Regions from separate parts of the Mus musculus genome. Here region 2 is linked to region 1. The links are chromatin contacts, called in public Hi-C maps. All regions are on one chromosome and are shown on one strand. Each heading gives the region's core, a stretch centred on a gene start, on an enhancer-like site or on the middle of the called end of the contact. The rest is flanking DNA. Distances are from core to core; before and after follow the strand shown.

Region 1 (7,646 bases), core at 5,082-7,581:
GAACGGCACTATCAGAATGTTACAACCTCTAGTGAAAGATTCTAAACAACTATGGGCAAGAGCTTCTAAACTCATTTAGGTTAGATATCTAAGAGGATGCTTTGTGACAGATGAATTAGGGGTTAGAATACCTGGACATAACAAAGAATCTTAACAGTAAAAGAGAGACATGAGACATAGCTACCATTTGAAGTGCTGCAACAGCAAGCTCGTGATATCACCATACAAAGTATTTATAAATATCAACACTCAAAAAACAAAAATTTTTAAAAAGTCTCTCTCTCTCTCTCTCTCTCTCTCTCTCTCTCTCTCTCTCTTTCACACACACACACACACACACACACACACACACACACACACACACACACACAGAGCTGGCTTTGAACTCAATAAATAACCAAAAATGACCTCAAACTACTAACTCTCCTGTGTCCGACTCCTGGGTGCCAGGATTCCAAGCCTGTGCCACCATAGCTGGTTCATACAGTACTAGAGATAGACCTCAAATTTTTGTACCCAAATCTACCCAAAATACATCTGTTCTCATTTAAAATGATTTCAAGTATTCATCACAGCACAGAATGTCTACACAGAAAATTGTAGCAGGAATAAGCTACATAGTGGTTCTATAACAAGAGTGCACAGGGAGCGGAGGGAGGAACTGAGGGTGGGTATGCTTCAAATACATTGTGTATTTGTATGAAATTATCAAAGAATAAAGTTTAAAAGATTATTTAGTATATGAGTATCTAGCTGGACGTATGTATATGTGTGTATGGATGCGTGTGTGTGTGTGTGTACCAGATGTGTGCCTGTAAAGGTCAGAAGAAGGAGCCAGATCCCCTAAAACTGGAGTTACAGGCAGCTGTGAGTTGCCATGTAGGTGCTGTGAACTGAGCCCAGGGTCCTCCTCAAGAACAGTAAATGTTCTTAACCATTGAGCCCTCTCTGCAGCCCCTAGGAAGCCCGTTTCTTTGAGCCCCCCTGGTTTCTTGTTACACTTGTTGCCTATGTTCTTGCAACATTCTCAGAACAGAGCTACCTGGTCAGTGTCAGGAGGTTTTCTACTTTTTCCTGAAACTTCTCCTCTAGGGTTTTGAAGTTTAATGTAGATGACCGTGTGGGGCTGATTTTTTTTTCCTATGGCATAAGACAAAAGTGCATTTTATTCTTTATTGTTGTGCATGCATTTGTGAGTGCATAAGCACCTGCAGGTGGCAGGGATCCACTTGCTTCTGCCTTCCCAGGGCTGGGATGACAAGTATGTAGCTTCAAGCCCAGCTCTTTGATGTGGAGCAAATTCAGGTCCTCTGGCAAGCACTTTACCAACTGAGCTCTCAGCTCCAATTTTATTCTTTTGCATGTATGTATTCATAATAACTATTTAAGCTGAGATTCTGGCAACTCCGTGTTTAATAAGTGAAGAGAGAAACATTTACCACTGTGGGGAAATTCGGGATCATGTTTAGTTTCTCTCTTCAATTCAAATATAGATCATGTTCAAATATATTTAAGAGCTATACCCTGCTTCCGAAAACTTAAGGCATCTGTGAAATTACTGAAAAGATGGCTTCTGTGTGGAGCCTTAGACCGAGTGATTTACTGCACCTCCCTCCACCCTTAAGTTGCATATTCATTGCTGTATTTCCTCTAACTGCTGTCACTTAAATTGTCATGGAGAATAGGGCAAATCAGGGTCAGTTTATATAAGCGCCATCAATCTGAAGAACTTCATCAGTCTTTATTTCAAGGCATTATGCAAAGAAAACTGACATTAAGAGAGCCTTAACTGACAGCAAATGAAATCAATCAGCAAATCACTAAGCCATAATAAACTCACTCAATTTGCAGCTAACCCTTCCTGTTCCAGGTCTGCACCTAAGCAGTCCATCAAACGGGAAGATAAAATGAAGAGCAATTCTGGTTGTAGCACTTGAGAGTTCAAGTGCTCACGGCCTTCAGTCTCTTAATAATAGGCCACAAAAGGTGTTAGCTGGTAAGGTTACACTTAGACTTAAAATTGGCTTCAGAAATGAGGGGAAGAAAGAGAAAGGCTCGAGTTTAGGGTTTAGTTTTGGGCTTTTTACATTAATGCCCAGGTTGGCACCCTTCCTTAGTTTCTCTGTCAGGACCTCCTGCAATTCATAAGTGCAGCGTAAAAAAAAAAAAAAAAAGAAAAAAGAAAAAGAAAAAAAATCTGTGCTTTTTATTTTGTCCTTTTTCTTTCTGGCTAAGTGCATAACAAATATTTCACACATAGAAAAATATCACCACTGTTCCACAGAACTGGAATTCAGAATCCAAACAAAAAACTGTAAGTCGCGCACACAGCAGTAACAAAGGAGGGTTGAAAGAATACATGGAAAGAGTGATAATGGCGGAAACTCTCACAATAAAGACAGAAGTGTGTGCTGAGCTGACCCAGCTACATCTTGGCGGTGACTTTAGACTCCGCTAGAGTGAAACACTGCAACTGCTGAATATTTTATCCCTTTGAAGGCACATGTGAACATGTTCTCCATCGAAAAGTATCGAAAGTAAATCACTAGAATATTCCTCCATGTACTCAGGTCACTACTCCTGACCCAGACCTTTACCTGCTCGATCCACCTTAGGTTCTGTGCACACGGCACTTCCTGATGTGGAAAGCACCTTCATGGGCACGTTATCCCATCATCCATCTTCCCACAGCCCTGAGAGCCAAAGCAAGACAGGCTTCATCGCCTTCCCAGAGGGGGAGTGGAAGCTCATGATGCACACGGACTGGCCAAGGTGCTTACGTTACAGAGTCAGGACCCCAATCCAGGGATTCCGTCTCTCCACATGATCTCTCTAATACCTTGATGCCCTGCTCCCTAGAAAATGGGATTGTTCTGTCCTTTCCAAATGCCATGCTGTTATGAAACTAACTACCATCCTAATCAACATGATGTTGTAGCATATTCCGGGATAAACAGCAGACTGCAGCCTCGAGGCTGCCAATCCCCAGAGTCTGGTTTCTTCGTGGACACTGAGTCATCTTATACTTCACCCAGGAACATAAACCAAATAGTAAAGAAAACTGTTTCAGACATGCCAAATGCACGTCAAAGTCACCCTAAGATGGACCAGCTCAGGAATCCATGGTACAGAAGAAGAAATTGATATTAAGCAGGAAGCGCTAAGAACTCTGGGAAATGGTGATTGCGGGACAGAAGCCCAGTCGCACTGTTGACACCCCAAGAACAGTAACCACATTGACTCTTTCCAAAGCATAAAGCTGTGTCCCACGAGAAGGACAGTGGTTGAACAAACGAGTAAAACTTTCTGTTACAAGCAACCTATGTTCAGCAAGAAGGCTTCAATCAGCTCCACAGCGGGGCACACAGCCTCCTCAAATTCCCTTTCATATACCCACTCTGCTTAGATTTTAACTTCTTCCTAATTATTTTTTCTTTAAGAAAAGAAATGACACAATTAGGAAGATTACTTTGTAAATCATACCCATTTTAAAGCACTCCTAGCATCACGTAGTGCTAGTTCGGGGCACTGATATCTTTCGCTCCCACGGATGACACAATTCAGGAAGTGCGCGCGCAGCAAGCACAGAGCTATGGGGGTCTGCAGAACTGCAGCAGAAGCTACAGTGAACCCATTCTTCGCTCTCCTGTGTCATTTTTTTTTCTTTCAAAAGATAAGGACAGATGAAATGTCCCAGTGGGAGTGTGGGGGATTAAACCTCCGATCTGAACAACAACCCACACAGTGAGGAGCCAAGTATCACATGCATTAAGTATTTCTTAAAGCATAAACTGAGCAGTGTTTAACAGACAGTTTCTGGTTAGTGGTCTGCAAGACTGCATTTTATCAGTGAAGTTAAAGAAAGGTGCCTTATCATAACAAATCATTTGCGATAAAAGAGAAAACCTAAAGGGAAAGGGTAGCCTACAACCTTGTAAAGCTGGTACTTAGAAACAAAAAAGGAACTAAGTGTTGCTGGGTTAAAAATAGTGCTTACAAAATAGTAGGTACGCCCTTGTTATCATTTACATATGGAAGTGCAATATATACAAGTGATATTTGGTTATGAGTTTGTATTTATGGCTTACATAACAAGGAAGGTTTAAAGGTTAACTCTGGCTGTCTGGATGCCAAATTTCAGATGATCTTAATTTTCTTTTAGATTCATTAGGGTGTAATTTTTGTCAGGATCATGTACAGCTTTCCTAATTGTTTTAAAAACCCAGTATTTGATGTTAGCAAATTTTCTAACAAATTGTATTATTTGGGACAAATGTCACTATATATGCAGGTATAATAATACTGTTATAAGATTACAATGTACGTTATAAAACTAATGTACTGGGACAATAAAATGTTTAATCTGAAATATTTTATTTTAAAAAGTAGTGCTTGTTATATTTAACACGATTTTCACTCGACATGGCTCGTTTTCATGTTTAAGAAGGTAATAGCTCTCTGAAAATTCATGTATGCAGATGGGATGACACGAAGAGAAAAGTATCAAGATGGCTCAGTCTTATAAATGAAATTGTCTAACATCTCTTAATTTCTAAGAATGCCAAAAACGCAGAAGTTTCTTGCAGAGCAATTAGTAGGCTGAGGCACTAACATCATCAAGAGAGCCCGTGGGAAGTCGGCCACAGATAACCACAGCTCGTCTATTCTCGGGCAGGTTAGGTCTGGGTACCATTTCTTTCCCCTTTCTTCAAATAAAAAAATTTAAAAGGTTTCCTTCAGAATGTTCTTTATCAATATCAATTTTAAAAGTATCTCAAAGGAATGTAAAAATAATGGTATCCTGAAAGTCATGAGCAAAAGCCCTGTGAGAAAGGCTTGCTATGACCTTCTGGTTTAGGAGCAATTAGAGCATTACTGCATTCACAGGGAAAATCTTTATAAATAAAAGGTTTCACATGGAGACTCTCTAATGAAGTACTCATAAACACATATTTATGAAATGTACTACATTTCCAGAGGTAGTTATTATACACTAAGTCTTAAAACAGTTTCATTAGACAGATGGAAAGATTCGCAGTTTTTATACAGTATGAGCCTAGACATAAGACATGAGAACCAAGTCATTTAGGAGCATGCACAACTGTGACAGAAGCCGAGTCCTGGTGACCCTGGCAAGCGTCTGGAATTCCTTCACCCAAGTGTATTGTGAGCTTCCTGGACTCTGAGCTCTGAGCTCTCAGGTGGCAGCCATCAGCAAGGCTAAGTTCCTGAGCACTTGGGGCGTTCCTGTTTGTGGACATCTGCCAAATTCTCCGCGGTTACACTATCTGTTACCACCCAGGAGTGTGAGCCTACTCGGCCATCGTACTAACACCGAGTTGGGAACGTCTTCTTTCTAGAGATGAAGGGACCAAAATAGAAAAGTCATGAAACATACTTAGTTAGCCCTCTTCTGGATTTCTATTCCTCTGTGTTTTCTACACAAATGAAATTGCATTTTATAGGAAGACCCTACTTCAATTCTTTCTTTTTGTCATCTTAAAGTACAAACCCACACAAGCCCGTGAACAATGCTTTGCAGAAAGTATACAGCATGCATGACTAAGAGCAGAGCGGCCTGGTGATGCTGCTCATTAGACGTCTGGTCTATTAACATCTTCCTTCCTCTCGATGGACTTTAGCCCCTCATAAAACAGCACCCATTGCTGGCGGGCAGCACGCTAAGACGGAAGCAGAGAGCTGGCCACTCACAGACCCTGCAGAGATTCAGCGAGGCTGTGCCGCACACAGCAAACACTTCATCACACGTCAGCTACAGTTGGCGTTTGGTGTCTGTCTGCTTCTTATCACTGAATGGTAACGGAGTGAAATGTTTATTGGTCACTTGTCAATATTCGCTAGATATTGCCAGCATTACAGATCAAAGTTACTTAAAGACATCCTCGGGAGTGTAAGACGATAAAGGTCAGGTATTGCCTTCAGAGAGTTGAGCAGAAAGTTTTCATCACTGGGTCCTCTGCATTCATGCTGGCCATTTCTGTTAAAGCTTCGGTCTGTAGGGTTTGATTTTTCTCAGCATTACAGTAAAAGCTTGAAAGGCTATTAATTGGAATATGAAAACATGGTCTTAAACGTGCCATAGGCTCCACTGAGGCCATGACCCCCCTGGAAAACTCACCTGACATAAAAAGTGAACAGGAAGTTAAGGCAGACTGTACTTGGTAAAGGACTTAAAGCGCTAGAAGAAACTATGAAGAAAGGATCCTAAGGAACCATTCCTCGAAATGAAACATATAAACACCTTATAGCAGTGAAAGGAGCGCCTGTTGCTCCCCCACCCTCGCGGGGCTTCAGCGGGATGGGATGACGTCACCGGCCCTGCCTGCTTCCGCCACACACTCTCTGTTCGCTGCCTCCTTCGTTCCTGTTACAGGCCTGGAAAACCGCTACATTCCACTTTGTAAAACAGAAACCGGGGCACAAAGCTAGCATTTCTACTGGTACATCAAAAATATACCTGCGCTCTAGTTTTTTTTTTTTTTTTTCTAGTACTATTCACAAAAGTGAAGATACAGAATCAACCTAGGGTTCCACAACAAATAAATGGATCAACCGCATAGTTTATATACATGGTAGAGTATTGTTAGCCAATAAAATGCAATATCCTGTCAATAATAATACTCATAAATAGAAAGGGTTAATGTCCTGGCAACACAGATGAACCTGGAGGGCATTATGTTCAGTGAGGGAAGTCAGGCACAGCCAGCCAAAGCCACATGTTTTCACTCCTGTGTGGCAGTTAAATGAGATGCTTTCGGTAGGGAGGGAATAGTGATTTTTGCCAGACCTGGGAAGTTAAGAGGAGTGGGTGCCAAAGTTCTGTAGCACGGGGCAGTGGATGGAGTTTCTAGTCCTTCACTATGTATGTCCAAATCACTAGAAGAAAGGATTCTGACGTTCCCGACACAAGCAGTAGTGTCTGAGGTGATGGCATGTTCCTCATTGTCCTTATTCGATCATTACTTACTGCTACTTATTGCATATATGCATGAAAATATTATACTACAGAAGTATACATAATCACTATGTGCCAATTATAAGTTTTTTAAATATAAAATTCCTAAAAATATGGAGCTATAGTGAGCACACACATTATCCTGTACAAAGTTGAAAGCACATTTTTCATATTATTTGGTGATTGAACAGGAAAACGTATCTGTGAATTTGTCTATGATATAGCATACACTATGGCCCACGCAGATGTCTAATGAGTATCTTCTAAGTGGTATGAAAACATAAGTTTCCAAGGTTTTACTCCTCTCAGTGTCACATAGGCTGTTTAACTCCTCAGTGTCAGACTGACCACTTCGGCTTTGCAGTCAGCTACTTTGAGACTTAAATTTGTTCTACCACCTACTAGATTCTGATCTGAGGAGAATTACCTGCTGTGGGTGTTGTTTTCCAATTTTAAAATGGAGATACTGCCACTTGTTTGACAGTCCCATTAGAGAGCTCTGTGAGTTGACAGGGGCTGGCACATGGAAAGTTCGCTGAAATGGAAGCTGCCATCAGCGGCAGCGGCTGGGGCAGTGGCGGCAGCAGCTGCAGCAGCAGCGGCAGCAGCAGCCACAGCAGCAGCACCAATTTTATTGTTTCCTACTTTCCTAACTACCTGTTTATTACTA
Region 2 (6,995 bases), core at 2,354-4,853, 960 kb before region 1:
TCACTTCTATAAATAACCCCAAAATAATATTGCAGAAATCACCAGTCATAGATGCATAATTTAGGGAAATTAAATAATATCCTTATATGTGTCTACTTTCAATCTCTAATTGGACAAACAAATAAGGAGAAGTTAATAGTGGTTCCAGCTCAGCAGAACTTTGGTTTCTTTTTTAGTCAGTTTTCCATTGCAATGACAAAATACCTAAACCTAGGTATTAATAAAGAAAGAAGGTAGCAGAATTTGGTGGGCCATTTCTATAATTCTAGCACTAAAGAAGAAGAGGCAGGTGGATTTTCAAGGCAAGCCTGGGCTAATAATTAGACCTTGGATTAAAAGACAATTAAATGAATATCAAGCAAATAAATCAATGGAAGCTTATTTCAATCCTTTAATTTAGTTTCAGAGACTGAAGCCTCAGTTTCAAGTGGCTTATTGGCTTGACCTCTGTTGAAGGTCTTTTCTCTGCTCTGTCACTTCAGAACAAATTGTATGTGTAAGGGGAAGAGATTATGGGACAAAGTTTTGCTCTTTCAAAACAACTTTGAGAAGTCACTCTGGGAAGTCAACTGTAACCCATGCTGCCCTCAGTAACCTAAACACCTTCCATTGGGTTCCATCTCTTAGATGCTTTACCCCATTGCACACTGGGAATCAAGCTTCAGATATATGGCCCTTTGGAGGACAGTCTACATTCACATCAGAACAGTAAACTTGGTTCCTAGTCTACTGCTTGTATTCTCGTCTTTCAGACTCTATGGGAGCTGAGGAAACAGTCTGTAAAGAGCTTGTTGCATAGGCATGAGGACTCAAGTTCAATCCCCAGAAGCCATGTAAAAAATTCTTGTATATGGTGTGTGCTAGAACCTTCGGCACTGGAATGGCCAAAGGCAAGCAGGCCCCTGGGGCTTACTGACCACAGCTTAGCACAGATAGCACATTCCAAGATGGGTGAGAGACCCTGTCTCCAAAAACAAGGTAGACAGCACCTGAGGAACTACATCCACACACAGGAGCACATCATGTACCCACATGTTCAATATACACACAACACATATGTACACACACAGAGTACACATAGAGAGACTTTTCCTTAATTAATATATACAAATATGTTAATGTATACTAATAATGCAATAGTTTATAGAATTTTATATGTGTGTGTGCTGTGTGCTGTTTGTGGGGGGGTGGGGCAAGGGGGGTTGCACACATTTCTGCCACTGCTCCAGAGTCAATGCCAGAGGACATCTTTTGGGAATAGGTTCTTTTTTTTTCTACCATGTAGGTCTCATGGATCAAACGCAGGTTGTCAGGGTTGGCAGCAACCATCTTTATTTCTTCCACCATCTTGTAACCTCCACCAACTTAGATCCTTTTCCCCAGACAGTTTCATAGTCAGTCACCCCTTTGGTTTCCTAGACAGGTGAATGAGCACAAATGAAACCCATGACTGACACAGGGACTCAAGCCTGTAGTTCCAGCTTCCCAGGTAATTAGGAGGCAGAGGCAAGAGAATCCATGAGTCTAGAAGTTGATGGGCAGCCTACACACAGAGGAATGATGATCTGAGCACCTCGTGAGGTGGCCCAGCTAGTTCCCTTAAGTTTTAAATGGGATTTATTCCTGTTTCCTTAGTATAGATGAGTGCACCTATGTGCCTGGTGAGGATGGAGACCAGAAGAGGGTGTCAGACCCCTTGGACATGGAGTTACAGGTGATAATGAGCTGCTTGATGTGGGCTCTAGGAACTGAACTTGGGTCCTCTAGGAGAAAGGTATATAGAGCAAAAATACAAATAAATCCACAGATGACACCATATGAGGTAGGGACTGGGAGGGTAAGTGGAAGTAAGCCAAGTGGAAATGACTCTCTCTTCCCTCCTTTCATAATTAAAATGTTACTGAGTGTCACTGTCTTTGGCCTTGAGCTACACACTCAGGGAGCAAGAGAGACAAACAAATTTGTTCTCTGTCCCCAACAAACTCAGAGGCTAGGTAGAGAAGGCATGTGATAAAGAGAAAAATCACTGATTAGATAGAAAAGTAAATATTGAGAGAGTTGTTTGAATGCTTGTGAACAGGATAAATAACTGACCATTCAGGGGACCCGATAGATATACTTAAAGGGAAATCACACGAATTTATTTATATATAGCGAAAGAGCTAAATATGACAATGAAGACTCTTGTGAGAGCCTACACCTAATCCCAGAAGACCTCCACAAGGAACAGTTTTTGAAGCCCACTCTAAAGGGTGGAGAAAAACTCTAGGCAGGGGTGCAGCATTCTCACCCATCCTGAGCTAAGAAAAATGGAGTATTTCTAACCACAGAGACAGGGAGAGAGAGAGAGAGAGAGAGAGAGAGAGAGAGAGAGAGAGAGAGAGAGAGAGAGAGCAAAGCAATCAGAACAGAGTCAAGGAGAACCATGAGGTGTCCCATGGAGAAGGAAGGAGGTTCTAGGCATGGGGTCTCTAGAGCCTCAGGCTTCATGTCAGCTTCCTGGCATGACACTGGCTCACATGTGACTTTCCCTGAGACTGCATGTCTACAGACAACTTCCATTTTCAGCTCACATCTCTGTAGACCAAAAGTTCAGCATGGCTCATCTGGGGTGCCTCTCCCCAGGGACTCACAAGACCAGAGCCATGGTGACAGCTATAGGTCTGAGATTTCTGTCTTCTTGTTGTCTGCCAGCCGGATGCCCACATCCCCTCCTCTATGTCCTCACTTTGCCCTCACACAAGTCTCTCTCCAGCTTTAAGGCAGTCGTGGTATAAAGTCTTTTCTCCCACTCTGCATTTTCGAGATTGCTTTTGCAAACAACCAGAGGAAACACTGTTTGAAGGGCTTGTGTAATTACGTCTGTCCTACTTGGAAAATCTCCCTTTACATTTGCAAAGTTCCCATTACCACAAAATGGACTCCACGTTTTGTTTGTTTCATTTTTGTATGTTTTGTGTTTTTTTTTATTTTGATTTCAATTTTTTGTTTGTTTCTTTTTGAAGAAGAGAGAACATAAAGAAGTTGGTGGGGGGAGAGGATCCGGGATGAGTTGGGAGAGGGGAACATGATCATAATATACTGTGTAAAAAAATTTTTAATGAAATTTCTGTTCCATGTTTTCCAGTTTGCTTCTCTGTTACTGTGATAAGCACCACAACCAGAAACAAGTTGGGAGGAATGGGTTTATTTACGTTATACTTCCATGTCATAATCCATCATTCAAAGAAGTCAGGGAATGAACTCAAGCAGAAACAGACGCAGGGGCCATGGAAGAGAACTGCTTACTGGCCTGCTTTCAGCTATCTTTCTTATATCTCCCAGGACCATCTGCACAAGGGTGGCACTGCCCATAGTGGGCTGGGTCCTCCCACATCAATCATTAATCAAGAAAATGCCCCCACAGGCTTGCCTACCGGCAGTCTGATGGAGGCAATCCCTCAATTAAGGTTCTCTCTTCCCAGATAACTCTAGCCTGTGTCAAGTTGACAAAAAACTAAGCAGCACACTATGTGATATATCACAATCCTGGGAGCAACACTAGGGAGCAAAGGTCAGAAGCCATCTAAAAACCTGTCTAACACAGGAGTCTGGAGATAGACTGAGCTGCAAATGCTGACAGGACTATTAACTGTCTCAGGAGCTGGAGCATGTTAAACAGATGTCCTCATCACTAAGAGGACAATGACAGAAGTGCTCAGGTCATGACTGCTGCCTTTCCTGAAATAATGTCTGCAGAGTGCCCGGTAGATCACGGATCACGTCAGAGCGTAACAAACGTTAACTATTGTGTTGAGAAAAAAAAATGGGGCTATTTTCTATAAACAAAGAAATGATTTTGTGTGGGCTTTGTATTCAATTTAGAGATGGAATGTAGCTATTGGAAGGATAATAAGGGTCATGGGTACATGAGTACCTTTTAAACCCTACCAGCAATGTCTCCTTACGTGTGTTACAGCTCTGTGGCTGTCCCTTAGTAAGTGTGCTCACATTTTACTCTGAGATAGGAAGATTTTCTAGTAGACATATATCTGTGCAAAACGAGAAACTGTAAGCGCAATAATCAGAGGAGGGTCCCATCTGCTCTCCCGGGTTCCAGTCTGCCTGCCACCCCTACTTCTTAGATGTTCAAACATCTTTTGGCAAGTGTGTCTATGCCACGATTTCCTTATCAGACAATAAATACAATAGTGGACCTGTAGGAATTAGTGTGAGGATTTCAAAAGCAGTAACTGTAACGTGATTAACTGTAAAGTGCTTGAAACAGGTACCTGGCTCATAGCTTGCACTCAATCAATGTCAGCTGTTATTATATAGAAAGCGAAACAGGCCTAACCTCAGATATTAATGTCAGGCCCTCCTCTGCACATGGTTTTCACAGACATGATCACGGTCTTCTGAGAGTTCTAGATTTGCCGGCTTCCGACGTAGCACTAATGAGGTCTTGCCTAGATAGAGTCTGCAATTTCTGCAGTGAATCCAGTTTATCAAGCGTATTTCATCTGTTTGATGGAAGCACAAACTGAATTAGGGAACTGATGCTGATCTATATTTTTAAAGTTGAAGGTGGTAGGCTTTGGTTATAGGTATTATATTCTTTCTCTTCCTCAGATCTCCAGGAAAAGGCTTTGCAAAAACTGCTAATCCTTTAACTACTTAATCGCAGTTGGCTCCCCTCGTACAGAGCACTGCAAAGTTCACAAGCACATTTCCAGGATTCTTTCTGGATTCATCCACTCACTGTGGCAGAGAAGGAAATGACATTCAAAGGGAGGAGTGTCCTGGGTCATAATGAACCCTTTTCCTACCCCTGATAGAGGCTTCTGACAAAGCCCAGAGGACACATAAGGGGTAAGGAAAGAAAAGAAAGAAGCAGACTACAGGAAGGTTGTCAGCTAAAAAGCATTTCTCATCCCAAATCTCAAAGCCAGTCCATGAAGGAGATCAAGTAGAAATAATGCCACGGAGGCACAAAGCTGAGACCGGGAAAATGTATGAACTGGAACGGTGTGGGAAAGTCTGACCAAATAGACTAGAGAAGCAAGATAGACTCCACAGAGAAAGGTAGTGGGAAGACTTAAGACCAGTGATCCCTCCGCACAGAGGCTGAGAGAAGACTCAGAAAGCCCAGATATCTTTCAAACATATCAATTAGTTAGACTGACTCAAGGGCCTGGTGCTGGAGAGAGTTACCTGAGAGCCAGACCATAGAGAGAAGGACGTTGCAGATACCAGTCAGCTGCATCTTTTATTCGCATAGAAAGGACCACAAGTCACTGAAGGGATCTGGCAGAATGAAAAAACATCAAGAGACCAGTACAAGTGGCCCCATAGAAGTCAGTTAATAGGAAATGAGGAATTACTGGGATTAGTGTCCTCTGCCATCTGTATGAAAAGAGACTGCTATTTTTAAAAAGCCAGATAAAAGGTTTAAAAGTACCGAAAAGACCAACGAGTAGAGGAGACATATCTGACATCTCAACAGATTGGCAAAGAAGAGGATAGCACTGGTTTAGGGACTAGTAGAAACGTAAGGAGGCACCAGTAGGCGTGTCAGGGGAGCAGCAGGGGTGCGTGCCAGGGGAGCAGGGGCATCCGAGCCATGAAACATGCCCCTGAAGAGGAAAATAAAACAGGAGGGAAGAAATAGTCCAAATCAAAACAAGAGTTAAAGGTCAATTCCATGTCCTGAAAAAGAAGTAGAGACTTCTGACTGACAAGATTGGACTGTCACCAGTGAGACATAGCATCCTGTCTGAAGATGCTGGCAGTCTGTGCACAGAGAGAAAAGCAGAGGGGCTGTCACCTGAAAACGTAAGGAGCTCCCTAAAAGAATAGCTTTTGTTTGAAAATAAAACCCAAAATCCCCCATGATTCTAAAGCCCTCATAAGTTAAACATGAGAGGTAACTTTAAGGAAGCCAAACGTTTGTTTGGAAGCATTCTTTACTAACATTAACCAGGTTCCTTTACTTCTTCTTATTAAATTCCAATACATGTAAAATTGCTTTTGAAGTTGACTGTTGGCTAAGGAATCGTTAGAGCTTGGGATGCCATAGTCTCAGTGGGAGCATCCCGAGTTAAAGAATGGACCAGTAGAGCAGAGAAGGGGAGGGCATACGTGAAAGTAATCTGCCTCTGTGGTGATTTGAGGGCAGCATGTGAGGCTCTGGGTATCCCCCTGGACTACCTCTACAGTGAGTGAAGCTCACTATGGGTTATAAATTCCATGATGTTAAACATGGGCAATTCTAAGTGTTTGCCTTTTGAAATATAAACATTGTACTATAGTCCTGGCAGGATTAATGCATTAAATCCCTCACACCTTAGCTGGATGCTTGTCCTCAGCAATAGAAACCTGTCCTCAAATTCCACTCAACATCATAGTCACCATGGGAACTTAAAAAATACATATACACTCACAAGGCCCCCGGTAGACATATAAAAGAGGAAGTAACATTATAGTGAATCAGGAGAGTGTTGGAGCGGAGAGCTTTGGGTAAAGTTATTCCTCTACCTCTAGTGACATTAACTACCCTAAGTTTCTTGTACTTTGGTTCCCTATAAAACTAGCAGAGTGGTACCAGTTCTGCAGAAATCTGGAGGATTTCATGAGATGGGGGACTATATGATGCCTGGCATTCACTAGTTGCTCAAGGAGCAATAACGTCCCTCCTAATTTTATTTAGAGAAGCATCAGAAAACTCTCCGAGCATCTACTCTTCATGCCATCTTCTGTGTAAAATTACTCTTAAATACCGAGCCAAGATTCTCAGACTGCATCAGCAATCATCAATCTTCTTGCTAGCCACTCCTTCAATGACATTAACTGCTAATCCTTACTCTTCTAAAAGCTGTGGCTGCTTGAAGTGGTAAGTGTCTTTGTTCCAATGTGTCATGGTTACAGGAGGACTCAACCCCAGGCTCACAAGGGCTGCTCCTTTTGAAGTTCATCCAGAGAAAGAAAAACCACACCCAAAGAAGAGTGCTCCAATT

What was found. Hi-C and Micro-C count contacts between places; a contact is called where the count stands out from the background.
Region 2: a contact with region 1 is called in a Hi-C map of the N1E-115 cell line, with 5 times the contacts expected there. The contact joins two enhancer-like sites. A contact is called at or near these places in 1 of 484 Hi-C or Micro-C datasets (the N1E-115 cell line) and 2 of 9 other capture datasets (embryonic stem cells and embryonic tail).

What each region holds. Positions count from the first base shown.
Region 1 is chr4:83,796,851-83,804,496 of GRCm38.p6, reverse strand. All of the region lies in intron 24 of Ccdc171 (coiled-coil domain containing 171), which reads right to left. Among named protein-coding and RNA genes, the nearest start is that of Gm42309, 41 kb to the left of the region's middle. Within about 2 kb of position 6,331, at least 12 of the 459 cell types and tissues checked have an H3K27ac peak or open chromatin away from gene starts, as enhancers often do. A contact at or near this core is called in the N1E-115 cell line, where this site is marked.
Region 2 is chr4:84,758,184-84,765,178 of GRCm38.p6, reverse strand. No RefSeq gene overlaps it. Among named protein-coding and RNA genes, the nearest start is that of Gm12415, 20 kb to the right of the region's middle. Within about 2 kb of position 3,603, at least 3 of the 459 cell types and tissues checked have an H3K27ac peak or open chromatin away from gene starts, as enhancers often do. A contact at or near this core is called in the N1E-115 cell line, where this site is marked.